Linked DNA regions of Pan troglodytes: region 1 is linked to region 2. A link is a contact called in public Hi-C data. All regions are on one chromosome and are shown on one strand. The core of a region is the stretch at or near the end of the contact, and the rest is flanking DNA. Distances in the headings are between cores, read along the strand shown. Region 1 has its middle 15 kb from the start of MYL3. Region 2 overlaps TMIE (transmembrane inner ear).

The links. Hi-C and Micro-C count contacts between places; a contact is called where the count stands out from the background.
Region 1: a contact with region 2 is called in a Hi-C map of induced pluripotent stem cells, with 1.9 times the contacts expected there. The contact joins two enhancer-like sites. A contact is called at or near these places in 3 of 7 Hi-C or Micro-C datasets (induced pluripotent stem cells and stem cell-derived neural progenitor cells).

What each region holds. Positions count from the first base shown.
Region 1 is chr2:50,854,905-50,858,500 of NHGRI_mPanTro3-v2.0_pri, reverse strand. No RefSeq gene overlaps it. Among named protein-coding and RNA genes, the nearest start is that of MYL3, 15 kb to the left of the region's middle. Within about 2 kb of position 1,315, at least 2 of the 24 cell types and tissues checked have an H3K27ac peak or open chromatin away from gene starts, as enhancers often do. A contact at or near this core is called in induced pluripotent stem cells, where this site is marked.
Region 2 is chr2:50,711,853-50,715,136 of NHGRI_mPanTro3-v2.0_pri, reverse strand. It overlaps TMIE (transmembrane inner ear), which reads right to left. Exons shown (of 4, transcript XM_054681728.2): 2 at 1,005-1,122. Among named protein-coding and RNA genes, the nearest start is that of ALS2CL, 12 kb to the right of the region's middle. Within about 2 kb of position 1,711, at least 1 of the 24 cell types and tissues checked has an H3K27ac peak or open chromatin away from gene starts, as enhancers often do. A contact at or near this core is called in induced pluripotent stem cells, where this site is marked.

The sequences.
Region 1 (3,596 bases), core at 66-2,565, 140 kb before region 2:
GCCTGAGTGCTGACAGGGACATCCAGACTCAGTTTCCAGGTCCCCGGGTTGCCTGCCCCACTTGGACCCCTGCCCCATTTTCTCCTGGGGCCAAAGTCCCTCCTCCAACCTCTTTTCCAGGGCAAGTCTGACCAAGCTGCTGCTTGCTTAAATGCAACAGGGATCTTAGCCCTTGCTAAGGAAGCTCTGCATGGGCAGCTCTCAGATGTAGGGGAGAAATCTGTCTAGGGCCTCCCTGTTTCTCTGAAATTGAGTCTCCAGAACTGTTTCTCCCCTGGCTGGCCCCTTTGTGGTTCACTAGGCTGACCCTGGCCCTGCTATTTTCTAGGGATGGGCCTTGCCCTCTGTAAGGCCACTGACTCAGTGAGGGCTCAGTTTGCCAGGGGCCTGAGCAGGGCAGGGACTTTGATAATTCTTCTAGCACCTGCTCCAGTGGGGGAGGCAGGGGTTGTGTTTGTGTTATGAAGGGACCACTGTGGTCACCTGTGTGGAGGGTGGAACAGAGTGGGTGCAGAGAGGCAAGAAGACAGTGTTATGGGAGGGTGACTGCGGCACTTAGGGGAGGATAAGTTCAGGTGCAGACTGTTGGGGAAGAGCCCTGCAGGTCTCCCTGGGGTGCTACCCTATCCATCTCTGGCCTTAATTCTCCTCCTGTGCCGGGCTGGAGGTGTTGGAGACTCTGGTGTTCTGAGCCCTAGAGAGGCCCCTTCTGGACTCTGAGCTTCGGGCTGGGGGCGGTTGGGGGAGGCGACAGCTGCTTTGAAATGTGGAGAATAATAAAGTGAGGAATGTCTGAGCTCAGGGGAAAAAAAAAACCCTGCTCGCCAGGCCTCCCACCCAGCCGAGCATAATGAATTAAGTATAGGCAGGCACGTTTCATGTGGGGGTGTGGGTTGGGGGAAGCAAGAAGGCCCCAAATGAGAAACAGGGTCCTGGGCAGGCTGCCGGTTGCTGGGGGTTCTGGGCATCTGACCCGACCCCTGGGGATGCCCTCACTCCCCAGAAGCTTCCCCTCCACCTTCCCTTGGTCTGTATGGGTGAATGGGTGGAATGTGTCCCAACCGTATGTTGACATCTGACCTCAGGCTGCACGCTGGTGCTAACCCTGTCCCCAAAAGGCCAGAAATAGGAGAAGGTGTGGTTGACTCGGAGGGATCATCTCTTCATTCTCACCCTTCTACATGCATTTATTGAACACCGATGGCATGCCTTCTCCATGCTGGATGATGGAGTCAACGCTGCCCCCTGTTGGACTGACTGAACCTGCAATCCTGCCCATCAGCCTCTGGGGAGCAAGCCCTGAGGCTTTGGAATGCGTCCTGCTTCCAGTCTCCCAGCCCTCCACTTCCTCTGGCCAGTTCCTCACATATCCCCTCTGCTCCATGTGAGTTCATCCTCCCTTCCCACCCTTATGTCCTTGGCACCAGCTCAGCCTCCCTGCCCCAATCTCCCTGGGGCTTGGACATCAGTGGCTTCCAGGCCCATGCTTTCAGGTTGTTACTCATGCTGTTTCCTTTTGCTTATCTGCCTGGTGGACCTCATTCATTGAACGCCAAGACTGCTTTATAAAAGACCACACCGGCCAGGCGCGGTGGCTCATGCCTGTAATCTCAGCACTTTGGGAGGCCGAGGCAGGCGGATCACTTGAGGTCAGGAGTTCAAGCAGCCTGGCCAACAATGCAAAACCCTGTCTCTACTAAAAATAGAAAAATTAGCTGGACGTGGTGGTGCGTGCCTGTAATCCCAGCTATGCAGGAGGCTGAGGCAGGAGAATTGCTTGAACCCCAGAGGCGGATGTTGTGGTGAGCTGAGATCAAGACACTGCACTCCAGCCTAGGTGACAGGGTGAGTGAGACTCCATCTCCAAAAAAAAAAAAAAAAAAAAAAAAAAAAGACCTCCCCTTCCCAGAGTGGCCCAGGGAATAGTAGGTAAGTAACTGAGCCATCAGCGAAAGGGCAGATTCTCAGCCAGGGAGCCAGAGAGTGGTGGAGGCAGGTAGTAGGGCTGTTCCTTGGGCTGTCCAGCAGGGAATCTTGCCTCCCAGCCTCTGCCGGCTTGGGGCAAGACTCCCACTTTATTTTTAAGAAGTCTGGCCTGGAACTTGGAGCTCCTTGAAATATTCTCCCCTACAGTCCCTTCTCTCCCCCACCCACTTTAATGAAAACCATTGTTTTTCAAGCACATGTTAATTAAAAAGCAAACATGTTTTGCTAAGTAATTTGGAAGCTCTGGTTCTGCAAACCATAGCCATTCCAGTTAAATAACATCCCTCACCCAGCTTGCCCCAGTGTTTTGGGAGCTGAAGACCCCCGTGGGTACTGCAGATGCACTTTACAGTTTAGGCACCCTGTGGTGGACTGGTCAGGATAGGGTGTCCTCTCTATCTCACAGGTGGGGACATGGAGGACCCAAGCTCCTGGCAAGTTCAGCCCCACCAGCCCTCTGCAATCCTGTGCTTTGGGCCCAGGGGAAATAGCTGGTAAGGAGGGGTGAAAGACTCATGTGCGCCATCCTGCAGGCAAGGTCACTGTCTCAGAGCCATGGCCCAGCTGTAGGGTGAAGGGAGGAGGATGGGAGCATGACAGCCCTGTGAGCCCAGGCGGGAAGGCTGGCAGGTGCTGCATGGCCTGGGCTACCTCCCATAGTTCCCAGTGCAGCTGGGTGACATCTACCCGAAGCTGGGATAGTAGGTCGCTGAGGTGAGTGCCCAAGGTGAGGACTGGCCTGATGGGTGGAGGGAACCTTGGATGCTCCGAAGCACCCGCTCCAGCCCAGCTCCCCACCCAGTGTCTGGTGATCAATATCACTACAGTGCCCATATCCCCACCTTGGCTCCGGTCCTTGGGAGTGCTGGGGTTCTGAGGCCCTTCACACAGGGCGGTACCCTCAGGGCCCATCACAAGGTGCTGGGGCCACTAAGGTTCAAGGTTCAGTGACCTCCAGCCTTCCTGTTCCCAGCCCCTGGCAGAGGGAAGGGGCATCTCACCAAGAAGCCTTTTCAAGCCTTGCCACTGCCTCACAGCCTGCTGGTGGGCTCTCCCAACTAGGATTCCGAGAGCAGGAGTGATTTCCCTGGGTGTGCTTCCAGGTGTGAGCCTGTGTCCAGGTATGTGTTCCTGTTTCCGTGTGGGCTGTGAGGGTCTCTGTGAGCCAATACCCTGGTGTGAGGGGTTCCTTTCTCCTTCCTGAAGGAGGAGATGCCTGGGCTCCTTGCGGGGAGTGTGAGGGGGGCAGTGACCAGGAAAAGTATGTGTGTGTCTGGGGAGGTGGGCCCTGGGCCCTGCCAGACACCTGGGCTGGTTGGTCCAGAGCTTCTGCATCCACTCAGGGACACAGGCCCCGGATGGGAGCCAAGCCCCAGTTTGTGCACTGGCCAGCCCTCCTTGTCCTCTGCCCTCAGCTGCTGATTTTTGTAAAACGAGGAGTGTGTGTTGGGAGGTGTGCAACTTATCACACGCACAGTGTTTTCCCTTCGGGACACACACACCCTCGCAAGCCACCACACACGGTGACACCAGCGACGCATGCTGGCGGCCGGCTCCCAGGGCTCAGCCTCCCTCGGCGACGCGCCAGTGATACACACTCCCGCCTCTCC
Region 2 (3,284 bases), core at 462-2,961:
TGTGGGCCACCCAGCTCTCTGGGGCACCTCATCCCGGGACAGCTCCGGCTGGGATGAAGTGCAGCTTTTGCCTCCCCACCCAGGGTGCACTCAGCAAATGTCCAGTTGGGTTCATCTGAGACCCTGCGTGAGGCTGCATTTCCTCCAGCCTCTGCTCACACTATCCCCTCTCCCGGAATGCCTTTCCAGCCTTCCCTCCTGCAAAACCCCACCTACCCTCCCACCGGTCTGCAGCTCAGAGGACCCTCCTCTGTGACGCCTTTGCAGGGGAGTGGGCTGCTTCTCCTTTTACCTCCTACATTCCCCCCCACTCTGCTTTTGCCTCGTGGGAACCTCTGTCAGACTGCTTTGTGCCATGGCAGCCTCCCCACTTGGCCTCTGTCTCCTGTGCCTTCCTGTCCCCTTCCCCAACTCCAGACCTCCATTCTGAGGGGAGGGCTAAGGGGAGCCGGCCAAGCCCATTTCTGCTGCGACTTTGCATCAAGAAGCTCCCAGAGGCCAGGAGAGGAATGGGTTTCCTGCTTTTAATTGAGGCGGGTGTGAGTCACTCCCGGAAAATGGTATTTGACAAGGCAGGGATCGAAGCCTGGGAGCCACATCTGCTGGGTGTCTGGGGAGCCTCTAGTGGAGGATGGCCTTGCTGGGGCCCCTGGGTGTGGGCCTTTAAGCTGGCCAAACTGCAGGAAAAGCATCAGGAGGCCAGCCATAGGGAAAAATGACACGTCCTCGTCCCAGTCCTTGGTTCAGTGGAGTTCCCTGTAATTACCATAATTGCCATGTGGCTACCTCCCTGGGTCCTGCAGAATACTTCAGGTCACCACCGGCCTGTCAGCCCTCTACGGGGAGTTTGTGTGGATCAGGAGGTGCCAGAAACCACCGCGGGTCTCCTGCGGGTGCCTGGCCTACTTGCACTGCCCGGAATTGCTGCTCTGAGCCCTCTGGGGGGCAGGGGGTGCTGTGTTCCCACTGCAGTGTGGTGGAGAGGGAAGGGAACAGCTACTCACTGATGGACAACACGAAGAGCGAAAAGATGCCCACCACGTGCCACAGGCGCATGTCCCAGAACACCACTGTCTCCTTGGTCAGCGGAGGCGGCTTGGGCTTGGGTGGGGCCGTGCTGGGCTGTGGGTCAGGAGAGAGGGGAGTGAGTTAGGCAGAGGCCAGCTGGCTGGAACCAGCTGAGAAGGGCCCAGGTCTCAGCAAACACTCAGCCCAAGCATATCAGAATCTCCTAGAATCAACTCTCTTAAGCATGCGCTACCAACACCCTAGACCTTGGAAAGTTCCAGATTTAGAGCAAGAGAACTGAGCAGAGCCAGGTACTTGAAGTGGGAGGGTGGTTGATGCTTGGGGAAACCAAGGCCTGGAGGAGCAAATGTGGATGGCTTGTCCTGGCCAGGTTCAAGGCCCCTATGAACACACCCTCCTACTCCAGTCCTGGGCTCCACCCAGGCAGATGGGGTCTCAGGACCAAGGCCAGAGACAAGGCGAGGCCTGGGGGGTGCTGGCTAACTGGCTTTGCTCTCACATCTCCCCAGTGAGGGTGGGGTGTGGAGCTAGGAGTCTGGGCCACATAGTTCTGCCAGCTGGCCTGGACCCCTGCCAGGTGGCCTCCTTTGGTCGCCTACCCTACTAGGAGTCACTCTGAACAGAAGACTCTCCCAGAGTGTCCACAGGACAGGCACTGGATAAATAAAAGGTCTGCAGTGCTGTGGCGACACCTGGAGGCCAAAAGGCAGAAGTGCGGCTGTAGCAAGCCTGAATAGAGCACAGCCAGACACTCCCACTTTCCAGATGGACATGACCCTGCCCTGGGGGACTGAGGGGATAGGACACTGCCCCAGGGTCTAGAGGACACAGTCCTGCCCCAGTTCTGAGAGGACATGGCCTCATCCTGGATATCTAAGGGACATGGCCCAGCCCCAGGTCTGAGAGGACACAGCCCTTCTCCTGGGTGTCTAGGGGACATAGTTCTGCCCAGGTCTGAGGGGAGACAACCCTGCTCCTGGCTGTCTAGGGACATGACCCTGGCCCTGGGTGTCTAGGGGACGTGGTCCACCCTGGGTGTCTAGGGACATGACCCTGGCCCTGGGTGTCTAGGGGACATGGTCCACCCTGGGTGTCTAGGGACATGGTCCTGCCCTGGGCATCTAGGGGACATGGTCCTGCCCTGGGTGTCTAGGCGACATGGTCCACCCTGGGTCTCTAGGGGACATAGTCCACCCTGAGTGTCTAGGGACATGGTCCACCTTGGGTGTCTAGGGGACATGGTCCTGCCCTGGGTGTCTAGGGACATGGTCCTGCCCTGGGTGTCTAGGGGACATGGTCCTGCCCTGGGTGTCTAGGCGACATGGTCCACCCTGGGTCTCTAGGGGACATAGTCCACCCTGAGTGTCTAGGGACATGGTCCACCTTGGGTGTCTAGGGGACATGTTCCTACCCTGGGTGTCTAGGGACATGGTCCTGCCCTGGGTGTCTAGGGGACATGGTCCACCCTGGGCGTCTAGGGGACATGGTCCTGCCCTGGGCGTCTAGGGGACATGGTCCTGCCCTGGGTGTCTAGGGGACATGGTCCTGCCCTGGGTGTCTAGGCGACATGGTCCACCCCGGGTCTCTAGGGGACATAGTCCACCCTGAGTGTCTAGGGACATGGTCCACCTTGGGTGTCTAGGGGACATGTTCCTGCCCTGGGTGTCTAGGGACATGGTCCTTCCCTGGGTGTCTAGGGGACATGGTCCACCCTGGGTGTCTAGGGACATGGTCCGCCCTGGGTGTCTAGGGGACATGGTCCGCCCTGGGTGTCTAGGGGATATGCTTCGCCCTGGGTGTCTAGGGGATATGCTTCACCCTGGGTGTCTAGGGACATGGTCCACCCTGGGTGTCTAGGGGACATGGTCCGCCCTGGGTGTCTAGGGACATGGTCCTGCCCTGGGTGTCTAGGGGACATGGTCCTGCCCTGGGTGTCTAGGCGACATGGTCCACCCTGGGTCTCTAGGGGACATGGTCCACCCTGAGTGTCTAGGGACATGGTCCTGCCCTGGGTGTCTAGGGGACATGGTCCACCCTGGGTGTCTAGGGGACATGGTCCGCCCTGGGTGTCTAGGGGATATGCTTCACCCTGGGTGTCTAGGGACATGGTCCACCCTGGGTGTCTAGGGGACACGGTCCTGCCCTGGGTGTCTAGGGGACACAGCTCTACCCTGGGTGTCTAGGGGACACAGTCCTGCCTAGGTCTGAAGGGACATGGACCCACACTGTAGAATTTGAGTAAGATCTGTCCCTGA